Linked DNA regions of Mus musculus: all the other regions are linked to region 2. A link is a contact called in public Hi-C and HiChIP or PLAC-seq data. All regions are on one chromosome and are shown on one strand. The core of a region is the stretch at or near the end of the contact, and the rest is flanking DNA. Distances in the headings are between cores, read along the strand shown.

Region 1 (4,874 bases), core at 1,117-3,616, 210 kb after region 2:
GGGCATGATCTGTTTATTGCGGCTCCACACTCCCTATGCATAAACCATGTAACACCAGCCATCTCCCCCTGGGTAAAATGTTAATCCTAACACTATCTGTGTCACAGGCTGACAGTTCATATTAAGCCTTAGTGCCAGTACCTGGCACAAAGAAATTGCTCAGTGAGCGTTAGCTACTTATTTAATTGCTAGGATGCTATGAGATAGGTATCTGAAATTATTCATTCTTGCCAGACAGGCAGGGTGATGTACAACTGTAATTCCAGCATTTGGAGGCTGAGGCAAGAAGATCTCAAGTTAAAGGTGAGCCTGGGCTGCACAGCAGGCCTTTTTTTTTTTTTTTTTTTTTTAAAGAAGGAGAATTATTTCTGTGCACCTATACATTACCGAAGCCCTTTGAAGAATTTAAATTCCACAAAGAGGCAAAAGTCGTGGTCCTCTTGTGTAATAACACATTTCTAGGAATCATACCTGCACATAGTAGAAGCACCTGAACAACTGATTAAACTCATGCAAGCATAGGTGTAAAAAACAAAAAAAACCAAAATAACTGTTAAATGGGTCATGGATAGCTGGGCGTGGTGGCGCACACTTTTAATCCCAGCACTCGGGAGGCAGTGGCAGGTGGATTTCTGAGTTCGAGGCCAGCCTGGTCTACAAAGTGAGTTCCAGGACAGCCAGGGATACACAGAGAAACCCTGTCTCGAAAGAAAAAAAAAAAAATTGGGTGATGGAGCTTGGCAAGAGGCACACGCCTGTAACCTCAGCACTTGGGAGGAAGACTGGAGGAGCAGGAGCTCTAGACCAACCAACTGGAGATATGTGTGTGTGTATATATATATATACATATATATATATACACACACACACACACACGTACATATACATATATATGTATACACATACGTATATACATGTGTATATACACATATATACATAAATGTGTATATATACACACACAAATACATATATGTATATGTATTTATTTCCAGGCCAGCCTATATATATATACATATACATATATATATATATATACATATATATACATACATATACACACACATATACATATACACACACACACAAATACATATATGTATATGTATTTATTTCCAGGCCAGCCTATATATATATATATATATATATATATATATATATATATATATATGTATATATATAATATGTGTGTATACATATACACACACACAAATACATATACGTATATTTATTTATTTCCAGGCCAGCCTGGGCTACATGAGGTCTGTGTCAAAACAAGCACAAGACAGAATGGGAACCTGTCACCGAAGAACCATGTCTACATTGAGCATAATTTATGCCAAGCACTGAAAATTTGCACTTCCTAACCCTAACCCTACATTGATTGCTTAAACAGCTATAACCCACACCAAGATTTGGATACAATTCCAAGGAAGAGCACTCCCAGAGGGAGAAAACTTACAGTTTGAGGTAATGTGACCTAGGCTATCATACAAGGGGGATTTCCCAGCGACAGCCTCACATTGCCAGCCCTATAAGCTAGCACACCCTAATCACACTTCACGTTTTGTGCAGGGAAAATACACTGCAAAGCTACGTAGAGACATAAAATAGATGGCCAATTGCACACACTGGGCGGGTGATAGCTTTGTAAGGAATGAGAGACCACTAGCTTGACGGCATCATGGAAGCTAGTCACATATCGTGTCAACTGTGCCTCGGGCCAGGATTGGCAAACTTCTGTAAAGCGCCGGAGAGAAATGACTCTGGCTTTATGGACCTTTCCATCAAAGCCGAAAAGCAGCCGGGGCAACTGCGCGCACTCCCCCGCCCCGCGGCAGGCGAGCGGCCGGACAACCCGTTAAAAAGAAAACAAAAAACGACCATAGCTGCGTCTCCGTGCAACTTCACTGCTGGGAGCTGAAGTTTTATTTCCCACGACTTCTATTTCCCCGCAACTGTTTTACAGCGGATAAACAAAAGCTGAGAGCAGAGATGGGAGGGAGCCCTCTGGGCCGGGGCGTCCGCAGCACAGCCCGGGAGCCGGGGAGTGAGGGCCGCAGATGCCAGGCAGTGTCCCGCGTCCTTCCACGGGACGCAACAACCTAGGCTGCGCCCGAAGTGAGGGCTGTTCCCGGGGGCCACGTCCCGAGGACAGCGGACGGCGGCGGCTGTGACCGACGCGAGCCAGGCGGAGCTCGCTCCGCGCATCCCCTGCGTCCCCCAGGGGTCCTGGGGCGCCCCTCACTCAGGGAGTCTCGGGAGCCTCCGCCGCGACAGGGGTCTCCGCGCAGAGTCCCAGCGCCGTTTCTATGGTTACCTGCTCAGCACCGATTCAAACTGCCGTTCTTTATTGACAGCGCCATTGAGGACACGAACACTCCTGCCCGAAGGGAACAATAAAGCTTTCTCCATTCAACAGCGCTGGAGACGCCAAAAGGCAGCCATCTTGGGGCCGGGGAAAACGCCGAGGGCCGTAGCCCGGATGTGCGCACGCCGTAGTCACGTGCTGGGGGACGGTCTCGCGAGAAGGCTGTCCCTGCATCACGTGCACGCTTTCTACCAATGGCAGGCTTCCAAGTTTGGAACCTGGTCTGCTCTTGACCTTTGACCTTCGCCTCACAGTACCTTGGGAGATGTTTCCTTAGCATGTTCCATAGCATGATCCATCCCTTACCTAGCCACTTCTGAGGTTTGCTGCGAAGAGACGACAAAGATTTCTTTCCTTCTTTTGTAACAAACAGTCATGTGCAGGGCGAGAACGAGACTGATTTCTGGACTGGGCTTGGTATGGGTGTACACGGGGTTTCTTTTGCCATTATCCTCTCACGTTTTAACCTATAGCACCACACGCTGGTTATGAACCCCGAGTCCAGTGTCCTGGCAGTCAAATGGATGTGAATCGGATCCAGTTAACATGAGCCCCATTGGCACTGGTCATGAGAGCTGTCCCTGCATCACATGGAGACCCATTTGTCCGAGATCCAGGCTTCTCGTTGCTATGTCTAGCTCCCAATGTGATTACAGCTGTTCCATGGGCAATGACAATATTCAGTCGTCCCCAGCACTGTCGCTGTCAGCTCGACTTGATGCAATACCTTTAAAACAGAAACCGAACCTATGGAGCAGAGCTGTCACTCAAATTTCTGTCATCTAATACTGTGACTGCAGTTTGCAGCTACTGCTGAAGATAAATAATTAGAACACTCTGGGTCATTAGAGCACTCTGGGCAGCTGTTCTAGTTAATTTTTGTTGTGATAAAATATCCTGAACCCCCTCCCCCCCCAAAAAAAAGTCTAATGAGTCAGGCTTAGTGACCCATCTTTTAATCCTGGTGCTTTGGAGGCAGAGGCAGGCAGATCTCTGAATTGTGAGGCTACCTTGATGTGTGTGTGTGTGTGTGTGTGTGTGTGTGTGTGTGTGTGTGTGTGTGTGTAGTTTCAGGACACCCAGAGCTACATAATAAGACCAGGAAGAAGGAGGAGGACCAAGGGGGGAAAGATTTTTTTCAGCTTACAATTGCAGGTTAGTCCACCACCTTGGAGAAGTCAAGGCAAGACAAAGACTTCAAACCACTAATCACACCACATCCATAGAGCAGAGAGAAGTGAATGCATGCATGTTCTTGCTTGTGCCCAGTTGGATTGCAGGCACAGTTCAAGACTCCTTGCCTGGGGAATGGGGCCACCCACAGTGGACTGAGTATTCTGACATTGGTTTACTCAAGATACCCCCACACACACACACACACAGGGACCAAACCAATGTAGACAATCCCCTAGGGAGACGCTTCCCAGGAGATTCTAGGTTGTGTCAAGCTGACAAGGTGCCACACCATGTTCCCTGTCGGTGGTTTGTCAGCACTCGGCCACTACCTTCTTGCCACAGTCAAACCAGTATCTGATAGGGCCCTACCAGGTGCACGGTCACCTGGCCACTGTTACCCACACAGATCACCATCAGCATCAGATTTATCATTTCCGTAGCCTCTAGACTTTCACCTATGGCTGTTGGGAGGACTGATCCCCCACTTATAGCAGGAGCCCCTCCCCCCCAATGTAGAGCTGACAGGTTTAGGAAATACCTATGACAGTGCTCAGCACATAGGTGCTCCACAAGTAAGTACTAAATTATAGTGTTTTTAAAGAACAATGTGGCTACTGGCCACTGTTCTGCATAGAAATGGAGGTGACTTGCATCTCAAGCAAGTTTTAAGCACCTCTGCTAAGCCAGGTTCTGTATTACACAAGGATTAAAAGGAGGGATCACAAGAAAAGAGGCCACTATGCATACATAATTTTCGTGACAGTGGTTGCAGAGAATAGGTTCTTTTTCAGTGCTGGGAATCAAACCTAGATCTTGCAAATGATAGTCACGGGCTCTTCCACTGAGCTACATCTCCCAATCCCAAAAGTAGGATATTTGAAAGCTTCCCCCGCCCCTTAATTTAAAAGGAATATATGGTATCAAGCAAAATATCTCAGCAGGTAAAGTCACTTGCCACTAAGCCTGATAACTTGAGTTTCTTCCCTGAAACCTTGTATACGAAAAGAAGATAACTGATACCCACAGATTGTCCTCTGACCTTCACACACACTGTGGCACATGTCTGCCCCCAGGCAAATAAATAATACACACGTGGTGAAAAGACCACATGGCCAGGGAGATGAGGCAGTGAGTCAAAGCTCTTGTCACACAAGCCTAACCTGAGTTCCATCGCCAGCACCCACGGGGAAGGACAGAACCAACTCCAGGTGAGTTGTCCTCTGACCTCTATATGTGTGCATTCACACACATGTATGCACATCATACACACATAATTAGAACAACAAAAATGCCTTCCCTAGGATTCAAGTGCACACGCATGGAGGGAAGC
Region 2 (5,006 bases), core at 11-2,510:
CACGCTGTAAACCACGGAGAGCAAAGTACTTCATAAACTGAAGCGACTGGCAAACTGTAGAGCACAGTACACGTGAGAACCATTATTAGGATTCACGCCTGGTCCTTCCAGCCCGGCCATTCCTGGTGGACACACCCAGACCCCCACTAACAACTTTTCCTCCAAAGCCAGCGAGCTGCGACCACCTGGCAGCCACTCCCGCCCCCGGGGGGTCGGGTGGTACCACAGCGCGAGGCCTCGGGGAGAGGCCCAGAGACCCAGGCCAAGGCCAACAACACATGGCAAAGCATCTGGTCCGGTCTCTGACGGCAGCTGGAGAGTTCTCGGGGCTCCAGACTCCACGCTGAGCTCTGTCGCCCACGGGGCGGTGGCCCGCGGAGGTACCCGGAGAACCCGGCGCGCAAGAGTGATGCCCATCGCCCCATCCCCCGCTCAGTCCTGCTGGGGAGGGGACCCCATTGTACGCCGCGAGCGACCGGGCGGGCACGGACGCGAGGGTGGGGGACACGCGCGCTTCGCTCCACTCCACGGGTGCCCCTGCTCTTCGGGTGGCCCAGGCTGCATCCAAGGGGGCGCGGCCAGGGATCCCCAATCCTTGGCGCGGCCGCGGTGCCTCCCTCGGAACGCTCCCTGCCAAACTTTGCAGCACCCACTGCGCGCCGGGCCCGCGCCCCTGAGCTCGGTGCCGAGGCATTGCCGGGCTCTGCGGGGATGCGGGGACCTCGGTGGCGGGCGCGCAGTGGTAAGACCCCCCAGCCCTGGGCGGCGCTCACCCGGCTGGCTACAAAGCCTCGGCAAGATGGTCCCTTCGCCTCCTCCTGGCACAGTCAATCAGCGCCCGCCGCTCGCCCGGGCGCCCGCGGGGCCCCGCGTCTTTCCCAGCGGTGGCCGCCGGCCACACCTCCCCGCGGCCACCTGCGCCCGGCACCGGCCCCCGGGCAAACTTTGCGACCGCGGGGCCGAGTGAGGGGGCGACCCGGGGCCGAGGCGGCCGCTCCCCGCCCCCATCCCCGCTCACCTTCCACGGCGGCTAGCAGCGGCAGCAGCAGCAGCGCGGCCCCCAGCCTGCGCACGGCCATTGCTGCGCTGCCCGGAGCCTCCGGCCGCGGCGCCGCGGGGACCCCCGGGCTGGAGCGCGCGCCCCGGGCTCGGGGGGCCGGCGGGGAGCGGCGGGGCGCGGCGCACACACACACGAGCCGCCGCCGCCGCGCAGCCAGCAGAATGAGCCATCCAGCCCGGGCAGAACGGGGACCCGGGCTCCGCCAGCGCTGGGCACGGCCCACCTGAGCCGCGGGCGTGGGGGGAGCCGGGGTTGGACTGCCAATCCTGTGCCTCTGCCCGGTGCACCCACGGGTTGCACCACGCCCGAGTCATGATCTTCTAAATCTTTTGAGTCCCTTCGGATGGGGCAGCAACCGTGTTGGAGCATCGTGACCCCACTCACCCGGGTGTCCGGGACCCCGGAATCCCCCCCGCGCAGCAGTGGTCTCTCCCGGCGCTGTGGCTCCTCCAGATAAAGCAGCGATTTCAGCCCAAATGTTTCTCAATTTTTATTGAATGCTGCAAAGCCGAGATCGTCTGGCGCGGCTGACAGGAGCAGAGAGAGGGGACCCGGGGCGGGGGGGCGGAGAACGAGGAAGGGGCTGCCCAAAGCCGGGGGACTGGCCCTACCTGTCAGGACTGGGAGTGCCACCCCCTTGCCTGAGCCCTGCCACCCGCGTCCCTGCGGCTTCGAAAGGGACTGAACTGCAATGAATGAGGGGGGGAAAGAGGGGGGAGCTGGGAACAAAACAGGCGGCTTTCCCAGGCTCTAGGGTTGGGCTGGGGCCTCTGCCTGGGAGAGTGGGCCTTGGCGCTCGCCCGCGGGCCCGGGGTTCTCTCTGGCAGGAGTGGCGGGCCCTGGCAGGCAGACCCCGGGCCTTCCCTCCTTGCCTTGTTGTCTTGCGCGAGCCCACCGGCCCCTCCCCGCGGACCTTCCCAGCCGCACATTGTATTTCTCCTCTGTTGATCTGGTTCCCGGTGCAGTTTGCGAGCAGGGGTGTGGAGGAGGCCCGGGGGTGGGGGGTGCCTAGCGACAGCCCCTACTCCACCCCTCGGTGGAATGGACCTGTCTGGGCTGCTCGGTTTTGTGCATAGCTGTCCCTTCGGGGAGGACACAACCCCTTGTTCCATTTCTGCGGGCCCAGCCTGCTCTGACAGCCTTCATCACCATCATCATTAGCGGGCTTGCTGAGACCGGTGGTGGGAGGACTGGAGGGATCCTGCGGGAACCACCCAGGCAGGGCCCCTAGCCTTTGGGACCCGCGCTCCTGAAAACACACTTAGCCAACAGCACTGGCCATGATCATTGCAGTGGGTGGAAGAATGCTTTAGAGAGACAAGCTGTTAAAAGTCCAGTGCAGACCTCTCCAGTCCCTTTGTCCCACAAACTAACAAAACGTCCCAGAGATGTCTTCCCTTCAAGGCCCATCAGACAGACTGTCCTGAGACACCAACTGAGGTTTGGAAATTTGGGGCACCCTTTGAAGCATTGAGAGTCCATCAGAAATGAACCTCAGCCTGGGAGGCCACCTGGAAATGGTGGGCCTCGAAGGTTGCAAAGGAGGCAGAACAGAAGTGAGCCGGGGAGAATAGAAGACAACAGGGAAGATCACCCTCTCTGCCAACACCTTCCACTCCGTGTTGCCTGCAGACTCCTGCCTGGGGTAGAAGTTAATTGGGTGCCCTGGCTTTTTTTTTTTTTTCTCTGTTTCTCCTCATCAGACAAACCAAGGGGCTTAGGATTTGGTGGACTCTGAGCCTTTTCTCCTCCATCCCTGGTGTATACAGGTGGCCCCTCCCCATTTCCAGAAACATTTATGGGCCATCTATTACATCCTGGGTGGATTCAGCTCTGCTTTCTTTCTATCCCCTGGGGACCCTTGTCACCATCCACCCACCCCTAGCAATTGCTTCCTTCTTGATTTAAAATCCTTTTTGATTCAAAATACAAATACTAGATTTTAGCATCCTTTGAGAACCCGGGTACCAGGGATGAGGCTCGGGGCTGTTCACGTTTCCAGATTTTCCTCTCCTCCATTGTCACAACTCTGGTGGCAGGTGCAGGCCATCTCAGGTGATGAGACTGAGGACCAGGTAAGTCATCTGCTCAAGGCCAAATAGCGCATCGGAGCTAGGATTCAAGCAGTGTCTGACACCCACACTCATCCCTTGGGCCTTGCATAGGTCCATAGAACACGTTTATTCAGTTAGCCAACTTCCCACAGTCACTGAAAACCTTATCATTAATTGATAGCAGTCTGGACTTTTACCTGGCCAAACGCAAAAAAAAAAAAAAAAAAAAATCACTGTAGCAATAAACAAAGCCCCGTATCTTCCCCATCCCGTTCTCCCTCCGTGTTGTATGATTCCCCATTTGAGATCCTATAGAAAGGCTGAGTCTTGTCAGCCATCCAAGGCCTTCCTCTCTGCTCTCTTGGCAACTGCCTTCGACTCCGCCTTTGTCCCAGCCAAACCCTATCCAGCTTTCTCTGCTCTGTGACCAGGATTCCACCTCATCAACCCCTTACTAAGTGCCTTCACTAACTTTGGCCTCTTCGGGACTGACACCCATTTGCTTAGGATTTTCCGGAAAGATGATCACGGGTTCCCTTGCTGGGGCCTGGGGATAGTTTGATTATCTTCAGTTTGCATATTGCCTCTCAAACCCCCAGCATATTAGATGTTTCCTAATGGGGAACCTGCCCCTCCAGGTGTAGCAGAGGCTGGAGAGTGAGCTTTGGATCCAGACCCGGTCCCTCACTGCACAGGAAGAGACGGCTGGAAGCTTCATTTGTCTAATGACAACAGCTCCCCGCATTTGCAATCACGCTTTAACAGTTTACAAAGCAGTGTTCACACCCATCCAGTCGGCTCATGATAATTCAACGAGCGGAGCCTCCCACCCCCAGCACCAGCCTCTAGAAGGGGAAAGCGGGATCCAGAGAGGGAAAGGTACTTGCCCAAGTACTCACAGCACTGTTAGCTGTGCATCGCTGCAGTCATAGAGAGAAATCTGATGACCTCACTTGTCTGTGTCTCTTTCTGTCTCACTTGATTGACAAACATGAGTTGGGCATTGCCTACGTGCCAGGCACTGGGGAGGCAGGAATGCAGCTGAGGACCTGTTAGACAAGACCCCGCAGGAGTCCCAAAGGGGGACAAAATAATCAACAATGATCCAGGCCAGGAAGACAATAAAGCTGGGTGACAGAGCGCTGAGTGACCCTGGGGGTGGGGAGGGTGGGGTCAGAGAAGCCTGTCTGAGGAGGGAGTATGACAGCTGAAAGCCAGGCCAAACAAATGTGGGGACGGGACCTGCTGGGTGTTTCCTACTTGTCGATACCTTGTCTCCCACTGTCTTACCTGCCCAGTCACTGGACTGATGGGAGCCCTTGGTCACGTGTGGATCAGAGCACACCTCCAACCACTGCCGAGCTGGAGGATCTGAGCAGATACTTGGCTATACCTCTGTCCCTGCCCTCTCTTCGCTGGGTGACCTCAGGAAAGACCTTCAGTTCTCTGAACCTAAGCAGGAGTGTTTCTAATTCTACCCATACAGAGCTCATAGGTCAGCACTGCCCAAAAGAAATCTAATACCGGCTCATATGTAATTTTAAAACTCTAGTAGCCATATTAAAAAAAAAATCAAATGAAGGACTAGGGGACCTGTAGCTTAGAGGTACACCTTGCTTACTCAGCATGCATGTGGTCTTGAATTCTTCTTCTTCTTCTTTTTTTAAATAAGGAGTTCCTAGGTTTTTGGTTTTAAATTTAATTTAATTTATTTAATGTGCATTTGTGTTTTTGCCTTTGTGTGTGTCTATGTGAGGATGTCAGAATCCCTGAAATTGGGGTTACAGACAGGTATGAGCTGCCATATCCGGTGTTGGGAATTGAACCTTCCTCTGGAAGAGCAGCCAATGCTCTTAACTGCTGAGCCATCTCTCCAGCTGCAGCCCTGGGCT
Region 3 (4,477 bases), core at 974-3,473, 210 kb before region 2:
ACGCACGTACACATGAGGTCTGAGAAATACAGAATCTCTGATCAAAGCCACACGTAGCAAGGATCAGGGCTGAGGTTTGGACTCTGCAGTCTGATCCAACATCCCTACAGTGGGTGAGGCCTAAACTCACCGGCCAAAGCCACTTAGAATTCCCCAAAGAGCAAGAGACAGCTTGGGGCTGGAAAGATGGCTCAGTGGTTGAGAACAGTTGCTGCGTTTGTAGAGAACACGAGTTTGGTTCCCAGCACCCATGCTGATATACTAACAGCTACCTGCAACGCCCTCTCTCCATCTCCTGACCTCCACAGAGCACACATAATTAAAATACAATATTTTAAAGGGAAATATGAGATATCTTGTATAAAAAAGAAGATGGCCAATTCCTTCCTCTCTGACGTGTGTGTGTATGTGTGTGTGTGTGTGTGTGTGTGTGTGTGTGAGAGAGAGAGAGAGAGAGAGAGAGCACGCATGTGTGCACACAGGTGCTGGCACATTGTGTATGTGTATATATGTGTATGCTTACATGTATCTCTGCATGTGTATGAGTGTGTGACTCTGTGAGTGTGTATATGTGTATGTACGTGTGTGTGTGTGTGTGTGTGTGTATGTGTGTGATTGTGTATATGTGTGTATGTGTGTGCTATTATGTGTATGTATATGTACTGGTATGTGTGTATGTGTGTATATGTGTCTGTGAGTATGTGCTGTGTGTGTATATATGTGTACGTGTGTGTGCTGGTACATGTGTGTATGTGCATGTTTATGTGTATCTCTGTGAGTATGAGTGTATATGTGAGTGTGTGACTGTGTGCAAGTGTATATATGTGTGCATATATGTGTGGCTGTGAGTATGTGTGTTTATGTGCTAGTGTGTGTATGTGTGTGTTTATGTGCTAGTGTGTGTGTGTATGTGTGTATATATGTGTGTGTGCTGGTGTGTTTCTTTGTATGTATGTGAGTATGTGTGTGTATGTATATGAATGTGTATCTGTGTCTGTGTGTGTGTTTGATCTTTCTTGTTTCACAGGTATAGAACCTGAAGACCAATTCTCCAGTAAAATACCTTTAAAGGAAGAGCAAGCTGGGACATTCCATGTACACCTTCTGCCATCTAGTGGTGATTTGCTATATGACATGGTGTGGATTCTCTTCTAGCTGAATTGGAAATAATCCGGATTTACAAGGGAGAAACACCTGCCTCCAGAAGCTGGGTCAACTTGAGTATCCAGGAGGAGTGCCACAGAAGACAGTGGAGTCATTGAGACATGGGTGGGTCCCCTAAGGGAAGTCTTGCAGGCCCTTGCAGTAAACTATCTGACTCAGATCATCAGTCCTAGCTTTGACATGCCACCCCCCCACCCCCCGACGACCTCATAGTCAGTCAGATGGAGATATAAGGAAGGCTTTGGGGACCAGGGGAGGGGGACCTGTGTCCTGTGTTCCAATCTTAGCCCTTGCTCTTCCTGGGAACTTTGAATATCAGCTCCTTTGGATGGATGGAAAGTGTGACAAGCTAGATTCTTCTTCCTGCAGTTCCTGTGCAGATCAAAGACACAGACAGCCTGTAAGATGGCTCAGTAGGTAGAGGTGCTTGCCACCACGCCTGATGACCTGAATTCAATCCCTGGGACCCACACAGTGGAAAGAGAAAACCACTTCTTGCGAGTTGTCCTCTGACATTCCCGAAAATCTAAGTCAGTCTTAGATTTTCTTAGACTTAGAAAAAAAATCTAAAGTCAGCCTTTGGACCAGATTGGGAGTTTGATACCAGAGCCAAGTCATGAGTGCCAGCCTTGGCAGAGCCAGCCCCTCCTAGGGGCAGGTCACGGGCTTCTGCCTTAGAAGCACTCTCCTACTTAATTAGCTGTAGTCATTATTGTCCTCATTTACAAAGAAACCGAGAGAGTCTCACTTCCAGGTAACAGTGGCTCTCCTGGGCACTTAATAGAAAGGCTCACACCTGTGTTCTCAGAGGTGACTGGTGAACTGGTTTGAGCTTGGAAAAGGGTTCTAAGGGCCTGAGGGTCAGATCCTGGTAGCTGTCTTTTGTCACCTCTTTTCCTGAGTTTCTTCATGCCCCCGGACTATAGCTTCTGTGGTCACATGGCATAGATGTCCGGCACTCTGATACATCTGCCCAGCTTCCCTGCTGCCAGGGCTCCTGGGAAGCTAATCCTCTAGGCAGAGGACAGCGAGGGATTAGAGCTGGAGAAATGAGGGCCACATCTGTCACGGCTGCTGGCAGTTTGGGCAAAGCTCATGCTGAGCGTTCAGGAAGACCCTTGAAACACAGGGATCCCGGTTGAAAGAGCTGAATTGTGGATTCCATTAGATCCTTCTGGAAGTAGGTAAAATGTGAGAGTCTGGGGCCTGGCAGATGGTTGTGGGGGAAGGAGCTGGAATTAGAGGCTGGTAGATTTGGGGTAGGTTTGGTGCCCTCCTTCAGGTTTGCCTGAGATAGAAGGGGTTCTGGGTCTTCTAGTGCAAGAAGCAGGATAGTCCTGGACAATCAGGCACTGCGAATCAGCCAGGCTTCTGAGCTTGGGAAGTGGGGTCCTCCTTCCCCACCATCCTCATTTTACCCCCTTTCTAGCTATTTTCTGTCCCTTCTTCTCCCAGGACATGTCTTTATTATTAATTTTATGTGTATGTATGTTTCCCCATTTATGCTTGTATCATGGGTAGGTCTGGCATCCCTGGAGAGTGTCAGAACCCCAGAAACTGTGGTTATAGATGGTTGTGAGCTACCATGTAGATGCAGGGAATTGAACCCAGATCCTCTGAAATAGCAGCAGTGCTCTTAAGCTCTGAGCCATCTCTCCGGGCCCTGTCTCCCCACTGCTCCCACTTCTTCTTGCCTTTGCTTCTCTTAGTTTCCTGTCCACAGGGTTTCCTGCGCTGCAGGCCAGAATCCTCAAGGAGCTGGAATCTTCCATGCCCTAAGGAAGATGAAGACTCGGGTGAGTCCCAATCAGGAAGTCACACATTTTCTTGGTCAACATCCCTAGCTCCTCCTCAGCTGCTTGCTCAGTGACTCTGCCCTCCTTCCCACCCTGGCTGCTTCACCTGCTTCCCCACCGGAGCCTCTGCTCTTGCTTGTTTCTCTCTGGAACAAGTAAAGCAACTATGACAGTTGAGCTAACACTTGTTATTGTAACACAACTTGTTTGCCAATCGATCCATGCTTCCTGCACAGCTCTGTAGGGGCTCACCTGAGCTCTCCCGGGGGGAGGGGCAGTCTTCTGGCTTCAAGAGGTGAAGTCATTTGTCCAGAGCTGGAAGGTGCAGAGCTGAGCTCAGGTTCTGTTTGTTGCCCTTTCCAGAGTGTTATACAAATGATGCTACAATCCGTCCGCGTTTGAGAATGGTTTATTTATTTCACTTAGCACAGTGCATTTAAGATTTATACATATTATTATATATATAGATACTCTATTCTTTATGTTGCTATGTAACATTCGATTGCATGGACCTATGAGTCATATTTTCATTCATCATTGAAGGATATTTGGTTGGTTCAGGCCTTTGAAAAGTTATAAGTAGCTAGGAGATGGCTCACTTGGTAAAGTACTCAAAGACCCAGGTTCAATCCCCAGTACTATATAAAAAACCTGAGGGGCAGTGGTTCGTACCCTCAATCCCAGTGCCGGGGAGGCAGGGACAGGCAGCTCTTTGGAGTTCTCTGGTCAGTCGGCTTCCTCTAGTCACAGAGCCTCATGTTCCAGCTGGAGATCCCGCCTCAAAAAACAAGAATAATGGAGAAAGGTATCTGATGTTGACTTTTGACTTCTATATGCACACACGTACACATGCATACACACATATGTACACATACATACACAATGCACATGTGCGCACATACACACACGTACACATACACATGTGCGCACATATACACATGTACACATGCATACACACATATGTACACATACATACACACATGCACACACACATGCACATATATACACATCTATTCATACACACATGCACACATACACATATATTTATACACACATACATTCATACAAACATGCACAAATACACACACACACATGAACACATATACACATACACTTGCATACATACATTCATACAAACATGCACACATGAACACTTACACAATGCACACATGCACACACATACACACATGCACAAATGCACACATACACATACATTCATACATAAATGCACACATACACACATGCTCACATGTACATATACACTCACGCACACATACACTTATATACACATGCACACATACATTCAAACATACACACACATGCACACATACACACATGCGTGCATACACACGTGCATTCATAAACACAGAGAAAAATGTGTTTTCACAAACGCTTAGTTACCTGGTACAGCTCCTAGACGCTCTGTTCCCACAGACAGCAGGCACTATTCGGGTACCAGCTCCAAGAGGGTGGAGATCCCTCCAGCCGGCTCACTGCCTCACCCCAGAAACCTGGTA
Region 4 (4,560 bases), core at 421-2,920, 180 kb before region 2:
TAGCAATGAAAACATTTTTATGAGCTAGGTGGTAGTGGCGCACCCCTTTAACCCCAGCACCTAGAAGGCAGAGGGAGGTGGATCTCTGTGAGTTCAAGGCCAGCCTGGTCTACAGAGTGAGTTCCAGAACAGCCAGGGCTACACAGAGAAACCCTGTCTCAAAAAGCCAAATCAAACCACAACAAATGGTTGGGGGTCACCACACCGTGAGGAATTGTGTTAAAGGGTTGCAGCATTGGGAAGGTTGAGAACCACTGCTCTATAATCTAATGGTAGTCCTACTAATCTCTGCTTGGTAGCCTCTGTGGCTGGACCTTAATTCCATGCCCTACACTCACACCAACTCATGCCCCACAACACCTCCAGATGTTTTTGCGCTGCACTGTTGAAGCTGCTACGTTTTGGAGTGACCTTTCTCTCAGCCTGTAGCCTCCCCCTGAAAGCCCACCCTGATAGCCCATCCCATCTGGTTTTCTCTTGCCTCATACGCCAGAGCTGGATTCCTTTGTTTTCTGCGCCTAAGTGACCATGTTCGGGTGGACCCTGGTGCGGGGAAGCCAAGGCTTGTGGCCCTTTCTGGAGCCGTGGCCCTGAACCAGTGTTTTACTTTGCGGGACCGAGGTGGACAAAGGGTTTTCCAGGCCTGCAGCACCCAGCCTAATGCTCCTGTTTTATAGATGAGAAGCTATGGCCCAGTGAGGAACAGTCTCTCCTGGGGCCCGTGGCCCTAGTTAGTGACAGAAGTAGGTTACATCTTGTCTTTTGAGTGCATTTGCACCTCTCCCTGCCAAAGGTCTTCCTCTGGGAACTGTCCCTGGAAATGACAGGCACCTGGAGAAGCAAGGGTGGCATTGGGGTGGGTGGTGGTCTCCGGTGGGAGTCCTTCAGCAAGGGGTGGGATCTATGAGGGGGTGCAATGTTAGTGAGTGCCCACAAGGGGGCAGCATAGACCTCTCAGCCATAGAGAAGGTGGGCGCTCTGGATACTGGAAAGGGTGGACTTGAGGCCCAGCTGGTAAGTAGATTGTATAAGTGTTCTCTGCTACTCTTGTGTCTGCTCAGAAGCAGTGGGTCTAGCACTAAGGATGTCACTATTGACCATAACTTCTTTCCTAGAGATAAGGTCTTATGTGGCCCAGGCTGGCTTTGAACTCACTAAGTAGCTAAGGATGCCACTGATCTTCTAACCCTCCTGCCTCCATTTCTTGAGTACCGAGTTTACAGTCATATATTACCATATCCGGTTTATGCAGTGCTGGGGGGTGGAACCGAGTGCTTTGTGCATGCCAGGCAAGCGTGCTACCAACCTACCAGCAAGACACCTTCAATACCGGCTCAGGAACAGGCCTGTTGATTGCCACTAACAGCCCATTGTGAGACTTCTGGGGTGGGTGGCACAGCTCCGTCATACTTAACTTGGCCCCGAGTGGCTCTTCCAGGCACACTCTCCCAGAGCAGCTGGCCCCACTTCCATGGTGCCCTGGCCCAGGTTCACAAAACAGCTTTCTTTCCTCAAGAAACAAGCTTGGGCTGAACAGCCGGAAGCGGTTCCTGATGCTGGGCAGGTGGGAGCTAGTGCTTGGGGGGGCTGGGAGTGGGGAGATGGATGGGGGGTGGAGCCAGGAAGGGATTAGTAACTAGGCAGCAGATAGCTCCAAGCTGTGTGCCCATGTGAGCGGGCAGCCTAAGTGGAAGGCGCTTGGCAGCAGGGCCTACCACTCCCTGCTGAGCATTGAGGAGTGGGGGGAGGACGATGTCTTGTAGTTGAGAAGTGAGCAGGGCCTACACTCAGGACTGCCACAGTGACGGTGTCTGTTTGGTACCCTGAAGAGGAGACAGAAGGTCTGGATAGCACCCGTATTCTGGAAGTAGACATGTAGAGTCCTACGGCTTTACACGAATACTTTGGGCACTAGAGGGTGGATGGGCAGATGAGCTGGCTAGAAGACGCCAGCCTAGTGGCTTAAGGCAGGAAGCCATCTGACGGAAACACTGACTGCCAGGCCTCGTGGGGCTCTGGGGTGGTGGGAGGTGGGCTGGGGAGACAGTTAATCTGCAGAGCATCAGAGAAGCTCCCACCAGAAGGTGACCTTGTGTGCTGGGACAGCTGCCATCCGCGCTGGGTGTCTTTGGGCCATTAAGGGATGGCCAACGGGCCGCTGTTTGCTGCTTTGTGGGAAACTTGCCAATACTTGCCCTGTGTCCAGGCCCGCTGTCCCTACCCCAGGGACAAGCTTCCTCTCTAATCCCTTCCTTCCCTCTGCTCCCGGGTTGAGAATAGGTGAAGGACAGATGACAGGCTGAGCCACGATGGTTTTGCTCACTGCAGGGTCTTTTGCTGGTGGCCTGTGGCCTCAATCTTCCCCCATGGATAGGCTCCTCAAAGATGCTCACCAGACAAAGGAAATGGTCCTGAGATGAGCTGTCTCTGGGATACCCCTTCCTCTTCTAACAGTCTTATCTGCAGCACACACACTTCCTGCCTCCTTCTCCTCCTCTTCCTTCTCTTCCTCCTTCTCCTCCTCCACACAAAAGAACTACTCACAGTAAGTCCGAGCCCTTAGCACAGGAGACAGCATTGTGTGGGGGAGGGGGTTACATTTGTGGCTGAATGGGGTCCACGGGCCACCACTTCTAACGTGGCTTACTTAGCCAGGCACTGTACACGCAACGCAGAGCTGAGCCAACCCAGTGCCTACGCTTCTCTGCCTGTGCTTCTGATGACCCTAGGCTAAGAAGGCTACATGAGCTTCTTTGTTTGTTTGTTTGATTGCCTCCATGAGTTTCCTCAGCCTGGGCCTTTTGGATCCTGAGGGGCAGGGGGAAGAGTCCCTTGCAAGAGCATTAAAGTCATTTGGCAGGTCCCAAAGGTGCCAGGATCTTTTTCTTGGAACTTACAGAGTACAGGGGTCATTTTATAACTAAAGCATTTATTTCCATTCAATTCACTAACCGATTGTTCTGCTCGGATTCCCTGCATTTGCTCACAGGGGAGCCTGCGGCCAGACCCCTTGACTGATGATGGTGTTCCTCTGGCCAAGACCTTCAGACCCAGGCAAAGGCCTCGGGGAAAGAAGGAGTGGGAGAGAGACAGAGAGAGACAGAGAGAGAGAGAGACAGAGAGAGAGAGAGAGAGAGAGAGACAGAGAGAGAGAGAGACAGAGAGAGAGAGAGAGTCACGTGGTCTCCCGGGGTACCCTTGGAGGGCTGGGGTGTCACAGTGAATGATCAGGGTCCTGACTTCCCGGGTAGCCTGGTCCAGGCTCCCAGACATGAAATCGAGTTTTGGCCATTGAAGAGCACCCAGGAACCTGAAGGGGCCTCTGTGCCTGGGAAGTGCCAGATAGAACAGGGCGGAGAGCATGAGAGCAGACAGGGAGGAAGGGAGGACTTCCGGCCTTGGAGCCCTCATCTGCCTCCGTCTGTGGTCCAGTGTGGGCGCTGATGTAGTTCCCTCCACTCTCCCAGTCCCACTGAGGTCTCTGAGTGGCCCAGGTGGCCCTGTGACAGTTGGCTTTGGTGAGGCCTGGCAGCAGGTGGGAGGAGGGAAGGGTATCAATGAAAAGCATATAAAAAAATCCAGAAATGTGCATATAAAATCTCGCCCTTGGTGTATTGCCTAAGTCAGTAAGCAGAAAGCACCTTCTTCCTGGAGAAGGATCAAGTCCTCAAAAGGTAGGAAATGTCAAAGTGTCTCTTCATTGTCATTTTTTTTTAAAAAAACCCAACAAACAAAACCCTCCCAGACCAAAACCACCCCTGATCAAAATACCCCCGGTCCACGGAATCGCTGTAAACAAACCCAGATGCAAGAGTATGCTTCTCTGTGGCAGTCGAGGCTGATGACAGTCACCTGCCTCCTCGTCCTCTGGCTGAGGCTGATCAGGAGCAGGGCCTTGTGGGGCTGCAGACCTGGGTGGCTGTCCTCAGGAAGATCTAGCCTGTTTGGCGTGACCTGGGAGGCCAGGAGCTCCTCTTCCGCCTCCTGAACCATTAGCAGAAAGTCTCTCGGAGTTTTTGGAAACCGTCTCCCAAGACAGAACAACTATCCTCCTGTCTGCCGGTGGCAGCTGGAATGGACTTCCCCGGAGCCTATCTGGGGCGACTGCCTGTCTCTCTGCCCCTTGTGCCTGGGGGCTGGGCCATTAGTGATGCTCCAAGAAACGGCTAAGGCCAGGCAAGGAGGGTGGCTCACCTCTTCCCTTCATGTTAATGTTCCTGGAAGTGTTTCTTGGCTCTGGCCAGCTCAACCTTCCCAGAAGGAGTTGGAGAGAAAATGCTTTTTGGCCTTCACGGGGACAGGCCATGTGGATCTCCCAAGCCTTTTGCTTTTCTCCTCTAAGAACCGTCACTTCCCTTATGAGAATCCTCTTGGAACGAACGTCTCTTGCCTGTCCCGCCCCCTCCCAGATCTAGGTGCGTGTCCCCCCCACCCAATCCCCTTTTCCTTCCTTTGACTTGCATGGGCTCTTGGTGACGGCTTGGCTGGAGTGCTGCTTGGTTCTTCCTGTTGTCTGTGGCCTCCTGGCAGGTGGCTGACCTTGTAGTGGACAGAGCAGCA
Region 5 (4,765 bases), core at 1,887-4,386, 160 kb before region 2:
TCACTGAGCTCCTGCTGGGGACAGAGAAGAGGGTTAAAGAGTGCTACCCTTCTGCTGCTCTTTGCAGCAGATCCTCTCTGGTGACAGGTCACCCAGTCATGCCTGTGTCAAGTGACTCTACAACGCTTCCCATGGAAGCAGGCATATTTTTTTTTTCTGTCTTGGCTCTGGACAGGTGACCTGCTTTGGACTTTGGAACATTCTAGTAGGCATGAGAATAAGCACGCTGCAGACTTTACGTGTGCCTGATGATCTGGCTCGGTTTCTATGCTTCCGCCATCTGCCAGGACAGGGGCTAGAACCAGGTTCCCCTGAACAAGACCTTGACCCAACTCTAAGCTGAAATAGGGCTGTTTGATTCACAGACGCAAATCTATGTTGTATGCCAGGGTGTTTGTGAGACTGCTTGTTTCGCAACTTTATCTCAGCAAGAGCTGACTAGCACACACGTGTTGAGTGGCTGCTGTACGTAGACTCGAAGTTCCTGAAACAGCAGGTTGGAGATTCATCTCATCACTCAATCCTTGTCTGCACACGACTCTGCCCTGGGCCTCTTTTGTCTGTTTGTTTTGAGACAGGATCTCATGTGGCCCAGGCTGGCTTTGAACTTACTCTGTAGTTAAAAAAAAAAAAAAAAAAAAAAAAAAAAAGACTGGCTTTCTGATCTTCCTGCTTCTGCCTCCCGAGTGCAGGAATTCTGGGTGTGCGCCACCATGCCCAATTTTACGAGGGCGCTTTGCATTTTAGGTACAGATAATGACATTCAAGTTCATACCTTGGCTAGCGGCTGCCTTGGGGCTCAGAACTAGGCTCCACGTGGAGCCGCTTCTAGTGCCCAGGACTTTGGGCACACAATGTTCTTGTCTTAGAGAGAGGCAGACCACTATTCTGTCTTCCTGGGTGTTGCTCAAGGCAACCAGAAGACAACAGGACAAAGATCCAGCTAAGCAGTGTGACAGGGCTAGACCCAAGTGGTGCACACATAGACATCTGCCAGACACTTAACAAGACTTCCCTGAGCATCTTCCCTATTGTACTGAGCCTTGGCTGGGCACTAGGGTCCTGTAGGAGACTGAAATCTAAGCCCCAGCCTCAGAGCTCCAACTAGAACAGCTAAAACAGTTGTGGGGATTCAAGCTCTCAAAGAAGGGGAAGCTGATGCACAGCTCTGGACCCCTTTCCAATAGAAAGATACCCAACCACACAAGCAGATTAAGTTTACATCTCAGGCGCATAGAGTCCCCAAGTGCATCCTGAGAGCGGGAGAGTAACATCATCCCAGGCATCGATGTGAGCCTGCTTTCAGATGTTACCGTGACCTCCTTAACGTCTCAGTGTCTCGTAGCAGGATCGTAAGGGCTGCCTAAGAGGGAAATTGCTGGGTATGAAGTGCTCACCAGGCAGGGGAGGAAGTAAGAGTATGCTAAGGGAGAGACCTGAGCTCACTGGGATCCGCGGTAAAGTCAGAACGCTCCCTGGATAGTGTGTGGGGGTGGGGTGGGAGTGGGGGTGGTGAGGGCTCTGGAATGAAACCTTAAAGAACAAACAGGAGCCATGGGGTGGAGAGAGAGGGTCTTCCTGCACAAAGAGCAGCAGGTGAAAGGCCAGGGTGTAAAGAAGAGCTTGGGATACAAGGTTGCAGAAGACAGTGCTCCTGTCATGTCACATGCTAGGGAGCCAGGATGGCTCCTGCAGGGCAGCCAGAAAGGAGGCTATTTTTCCTCTGCTCTCTTTCAGGGATCCTGTTGGATTCCCCAGCTGTGTGTGTTTTTCCCTCCTTGGAGCTCCAAGAACATCATCCCCTGAGATGCCAGAGGGAGGCCTGCCATGCCCCTCGCTTTGTGTCGTCGTGACTGTCAGTGGGGGTTGCGTTTTATTTTCCCATATCAAACATGGAATTTGCCCAGCTCTGTGAAAGCCGACTCCACCGAGGATCCCTCATGATCCACACCTGCCAGGCTCCCCTGCTACGTCCCCACGGTTCCCCAGCCACCCCAGCTTCTGATCTCCCGGGCACATAGCGCAGGCTGCTCAGATAAACACACAACTTCTATTTTATTCTAGTTTTTTTTTTGGGTGGGGGGGTTGACATAAGAGTTTCATGCAGCCAGAGATGGCTATGTAGCCAAGGATGACCCTGAACAGATAATCCTCCTGCCTCTACCTCCTATATTCTGGGATCACAGACATGTACTATTCTATCCAACTTACATGGTGCTGGGGGTAGAACTAGGGGCTTTGGCATACCAGGCAGGCACTCTACTCACTACATCCATGGCCTCAATGAATATATTTACAAAGTTATATGTATTTGTGGGTGTGCAGGTCAGAGGTCAACAAGAGTGTTGTTCTTCACTTTTGTCTTTTCCTTCCTTCCTTTCCTCCCCTCCCCTCCTCTCCTTCTTTGGAAACCGTCTCTCACTGTCCTGAGCAATCAGGCTAGGCCGGCCAGCCCGCAAGCCACAGGGATCCACCTTCTCCTTCACCAGTGCCTGAATTTTATGTGTGCTTTGCTGTGTGTAGTTTGTTGTTGTTTGTTTATTTGTTTGTTTGTTTTTTAACATGTGCACGGGGATGGAACTCCTGCTTATACTACAAGCAAGCACCTTGCCAAATGAACAGTCTCTCCAGTCCTGACTTTGTAAAATAACTATAGCCTATGCTCTATTTGGGGCATACATTAACATTTTCTTCATTCAAATTTAATCTGGGGTTCCATGTTTTATTTATGTCTGTGGATGCGGTTCAGGGCCTCAGGCATGTTGGGGGAGTGCTCTATCACTGATATATATATATATATATATATATATATATATATATATATATATGCCTCCTACTATGCTCTATCACATCACCCTCATTTTCTTGGATACCAGGCTCTTGGCCAGGCTCCCCAAGTCACAAGTGTCCTTTCTTTCTCCATCTCAAGGCTCAGCTCAAATGGTGACTCTGATGGGGACCTTTAGGATGTCCCAGCCAGGAGCTGTAGGTACAAAACCTCTTCTAATGTTCTAATGTGCATACCCATCTTCTCTGAGGATAAGGGCCACACACTATCTCAGTAGATAGGTGCTCCTTAGTGACACACAGGCCAATCTAGGGTGCAATTCCAATACTGACCAGTAGGTGCCGCTGTGCAACACGCTATCTACTCCACCACAAAGGTTGGCATTCACATTCTGGGTTGGTGCCACCTTGGGACGCTTGGGGCTTGAGTTTCTATATATGAGGACAAGAGAGGAAACCCTGGTGTCACAGGTGCCCTGGGGAAGTGAGGAACCAATCCAAGCAGATCATTTCCCTAAAGTCAGGCACAGGATGGAGATAGGACCAGACCCTGTTTTAAATACTGAGTTTTTCTCCCACGGAGTTGCAGTGTGTCCTCAGGATGGGCCCCTTTCCCTTTCTTGAGGCTCGGTGTGCCATTCCAGAAAACAGAGCAATAAATGCCACAGCTCTAGAATTCAATCAGGCAGCACATGGCTCACTGGGATGCTAGAGAGATTGTATTGCTCTAGCTGTTTCTCTGGAGTACCATTGGCTGGGTAATAGGAGAAATGCAGGGAAACCTACCAGGGCCAGTAGGAGGAGACAGAATCAGGCCCCAGTCTGCCTGCCTGCCTGCCTCCTTCCTTCCTTCCTTCCTTCCTTCCTTCCTTCCTTCCTTCCTTCCTTCCTTCCTTCCTTCCTTCCTTCCTTCCTTCCTCTGTCCCTCCCTCCCTTCCTCTTTCTATCTTTCCTTCCTTTTAATTTTGTTGACAGACTCACAGATCTCCAGGCTGGCCTTGCTATCTAAGCGGGAATGTGACCTTGAACTCCAGATCGCTCTGCCTCTACCTCCAGAGTGCTGGGATTACAGGCATGCACTAGCAAGCCTTGACCTTTCTATCTTCAAAGGAAGGTTATCAGCAGTGAGTGCCACTCACTCCTCGTGATCCGGGAAGATTCCATTGAAAATGGCTAGGAACTTTAGCACGCAAATGCTGTCACTGTGCACAGTGGCTCCACAATTGCCAGCTCCCATGGTCATTGCCATCACCAGCGCTGTTAGAGAGTAAGTAGCCTTTGCCATCGTTCACAAGATAGGTGGGACGGCTGAGGTGAGTGAGTGCGGGCTCGGGCTTCTCTGGACAGAGCCAGCTCCAAACACAGTTGGACTCCACAGTTCCCGCTCTCCCCAGTCCTCATGCCCTGTCTGAAATGCTTGCCTCTCTCAGTTGCTGACTGGACATTTCTGTTGAACTGACATTGACATTGATGTCAGGGTGCCTGCATGGTCCAGTGTCTCTGCTCCCAGCTGTGGAGAACGCGAACCCATGGGCTCTGGGAGGTTTTGCTGAAGGAGGCCACCTCCCCAGGGACACTGGGTGGATGGAAACGGCCAGTCTGCAGTGAGCCCGCTGCCATTTACCCAGCAGCCTCAGGCAATGACTGTCAGTTCAGGCTCAGGGAAGGCAGCAGTTCCCTGTAGATCTGGGGAAAGGCCAAGCCAAGGAGACCTGAGAGCCACCACCATTCCTAAAGGGCCTTTCTGGAGAAGCAAGAGAGGAGGAGGGAAGGTGGGAGTGGCCCTTTGATGGAAACAGACCAGTGTTTGTTCTAAAAAGTTCTGAAGTATCGCAGAGAGGGATGAACTGTGGGTACCGGGCAGATCCTAGATACCAGTCAGGGGCAGCCATGGCTTGTCAGGTACACACCTCACTCTTGCAACCTGACTGACCTTCCCAGGTGACTCCGGAAGGCTGAGGCATCAGAACAGAAGTTG

The links. A called contact is a pair of places that touch in the nucleus more often than the background predicts. HiChIP or PLAC-seq counts read pairs in DNA pulled down with a chosen protein or histone mark.
Region 1: an H3K4me3 HiChIP or PLAC-seq map of embryonic stem cells shows a contact between it and region 2, with 13 read pairs. The contact joins the promoter of Zbtb40 here to the promoter of Ephb2 in region 2. A contact is called at or near these places in 2 of 39 promoter capture datasets (the 3T3-L1 cell line and embryonic stem cells), 5 of 115 datasets of contacts at active chromatin or transcription factors (embryonic stem cells, memory CD8 T cells, pancreatic cancer cells and 1 more) and 1 of 9 other capture datasets (pancreatic islet).
Region 3: an H3K4me3 HiChIP or PLAC-seq map of embryonic stem cells shows a contact between it and region 2, with 12 read pairs. The contact joins the promoter of Lactbl1 here to the promoter of Ephb2 in region 2. A contact is called at or near these places in 2 of 39 promoter capture datasets (embryonic stem cells and hippocampal neurons), 1 of 15 datasets of contacts at CTCF or cohesin (the NIH/3T3 cell line), 2 of 484 Hi-C or Micro-C datasets (both in embryonic stem cells), 11 of 115 datasets of contacts at active chromatin or transcription factors (craniofacial prominence, embryonic forebrain, embryonic hindbrain and 5 more) and 3 of 9 other capture datasets (embryonic stem cells, macrophages and pancreatic islet).
Region 4: a contact with region 2 is called in an H3K27ac HiChIP or PLAC-seq map of the HPC-7 cell line, with 19 times the contacts expected there. The contact joins the enhancer-like site here to the promoter of Ephb2 in region 2. A contact is called at or near these places in 20 of 39 promoter capture datasets (the 3T3-L1 cell line, 3T3-L1-derived adipocytes, the C10 cell line and 11 more), 10 of 15 datasets of contacts at CTCF or cohesin (the G1E-ER4 cell line, the NIH/3T3 cell line, embryonic stem cells and 3 more), 74 of 484 Hi-C or Micro-C datasets (B cells, the Ba/F3 cell line, the C2C12 cell line and 30 more), 26 of 115 datasets of contacts at active chromatin or transcription factors (DN3 thymocytes, the HPC-7 cell line, the SCID.adh cell line and 18 more) and 3 of 9 other capture datasets (adipose tissue, liver and pancreatic islet).
Region 5: a contact with region 2 is called in a Hi-C map of cerebellum, with 4 times the contacts expected there. The contact joins the enhancer-like site here to the promoter of Ephb2 in region 2. A contact is called at or near these places in 28 of 39 promoter capture datasets (the 3T3-L1 cell line, 3T3-L1-derived adipocytes, the C10 cell line and 17 more), 10 of 15 datasets of contacts at CTCF or cohesin (CD8 T cells, the NIH/3T3 cell line, embryonic stem cells and 4 more), 270 of 484 Hi-C or Micro-C datasets (3T3-L1-derived adipocytes, the AML12 cell line, the AtT-20 cell line and 126 more), 59 of 115 datasets of contacts at active chromatin or transcription factors (CD8 T cells, the HPC-7 cell line, the NIH/3T3 cell line and 38 more) and 6 of 9 other capture datasets (adipose tissue, embryonic stem cells, embryonic tail and 3 more).

Annotation. Positions count from the first base shown.
Region 1 is chr4:137,046,329-137,051,202 of GRCm38.p6, forward strand. It overlaps Zbtb40 (zinc finger and BTB domain containing 40), which reads right to left and starts at 2,367. Exons shown (of 19, transcript NM_198248.1): 1 at 2,318-2,367.
Region 2 is chr4:136,834,752-136,839,757 of GRCm38.p6, forward strand. It overlaps Ephb2 (Eph receptor B2), which reads right to left and starts at 1,261. Exons shown (of 16, transcript NM_010142.4): 1 at 1,019-1,261. The coding sequence starts at 1,079. It overlaps Gm31536 (a long non-coding RNA gene), which reads left to right and starts at 1,184. Exons shown (of 5, transcript XR_881502.3): 1 at 1,184-3,135; 2 at 4,879-5,006.
Region 3 is chr4:136,620,398-136,624,874 of GRCm38.p6, forward strand. Lactbl1 (lactamase, beta-like 1) reads left to right here and starts at 2,224. Exons shown (of 8, transcript NM_001243262.1): 1 at 2,224-2,344; 2 at 2,888-2,960. The coding sequence starts at 2,949.
Region 4 is chr4:136,650,696-136,655,255 of GRCm38.p6, forward strand. Ephb2 (Eph receptor B2) reads right to left here. Exons shown (of 16, transcript NM_010142.4): 16 at 1-4,560. Among named protein-coding and RNA genes, the nearest start is that of Lactbl1, 30 kb to the left of the region's middle. Within about 2 kb of position 1,671, at least 45 of the 459 cell types and tissues checked have an H3K27ac peak or open chromatin away from gene starts, as enhancers often do. A contact at or near this core is called in the Ba/F3 cell line, the G1E-ER4 cell line, the HPC-7 cell line and 7 more, where this site is marked.
Region 5 is chr4:136,675,520-136,680,284 of GRCm38.p6, forward strand. Ephb2 (Eph receptor B2) reads right to left here. Exons shown (of 16, transcript NM_010142.4): 7 at 1-11. Among named protein-coding and RNA genes, the nearest start is that of Lactbl1, 55 kb to the left of the region's middle. Within about 2 kb of position 3,137, at least 9 of the 459 cell types and tissues checked have an H3K27ac peak or open chromatin away from gene starts, as enhancers often do. A contact at or near this core is called in cerebellum and embryonic cerebral cortex, where this site is marked.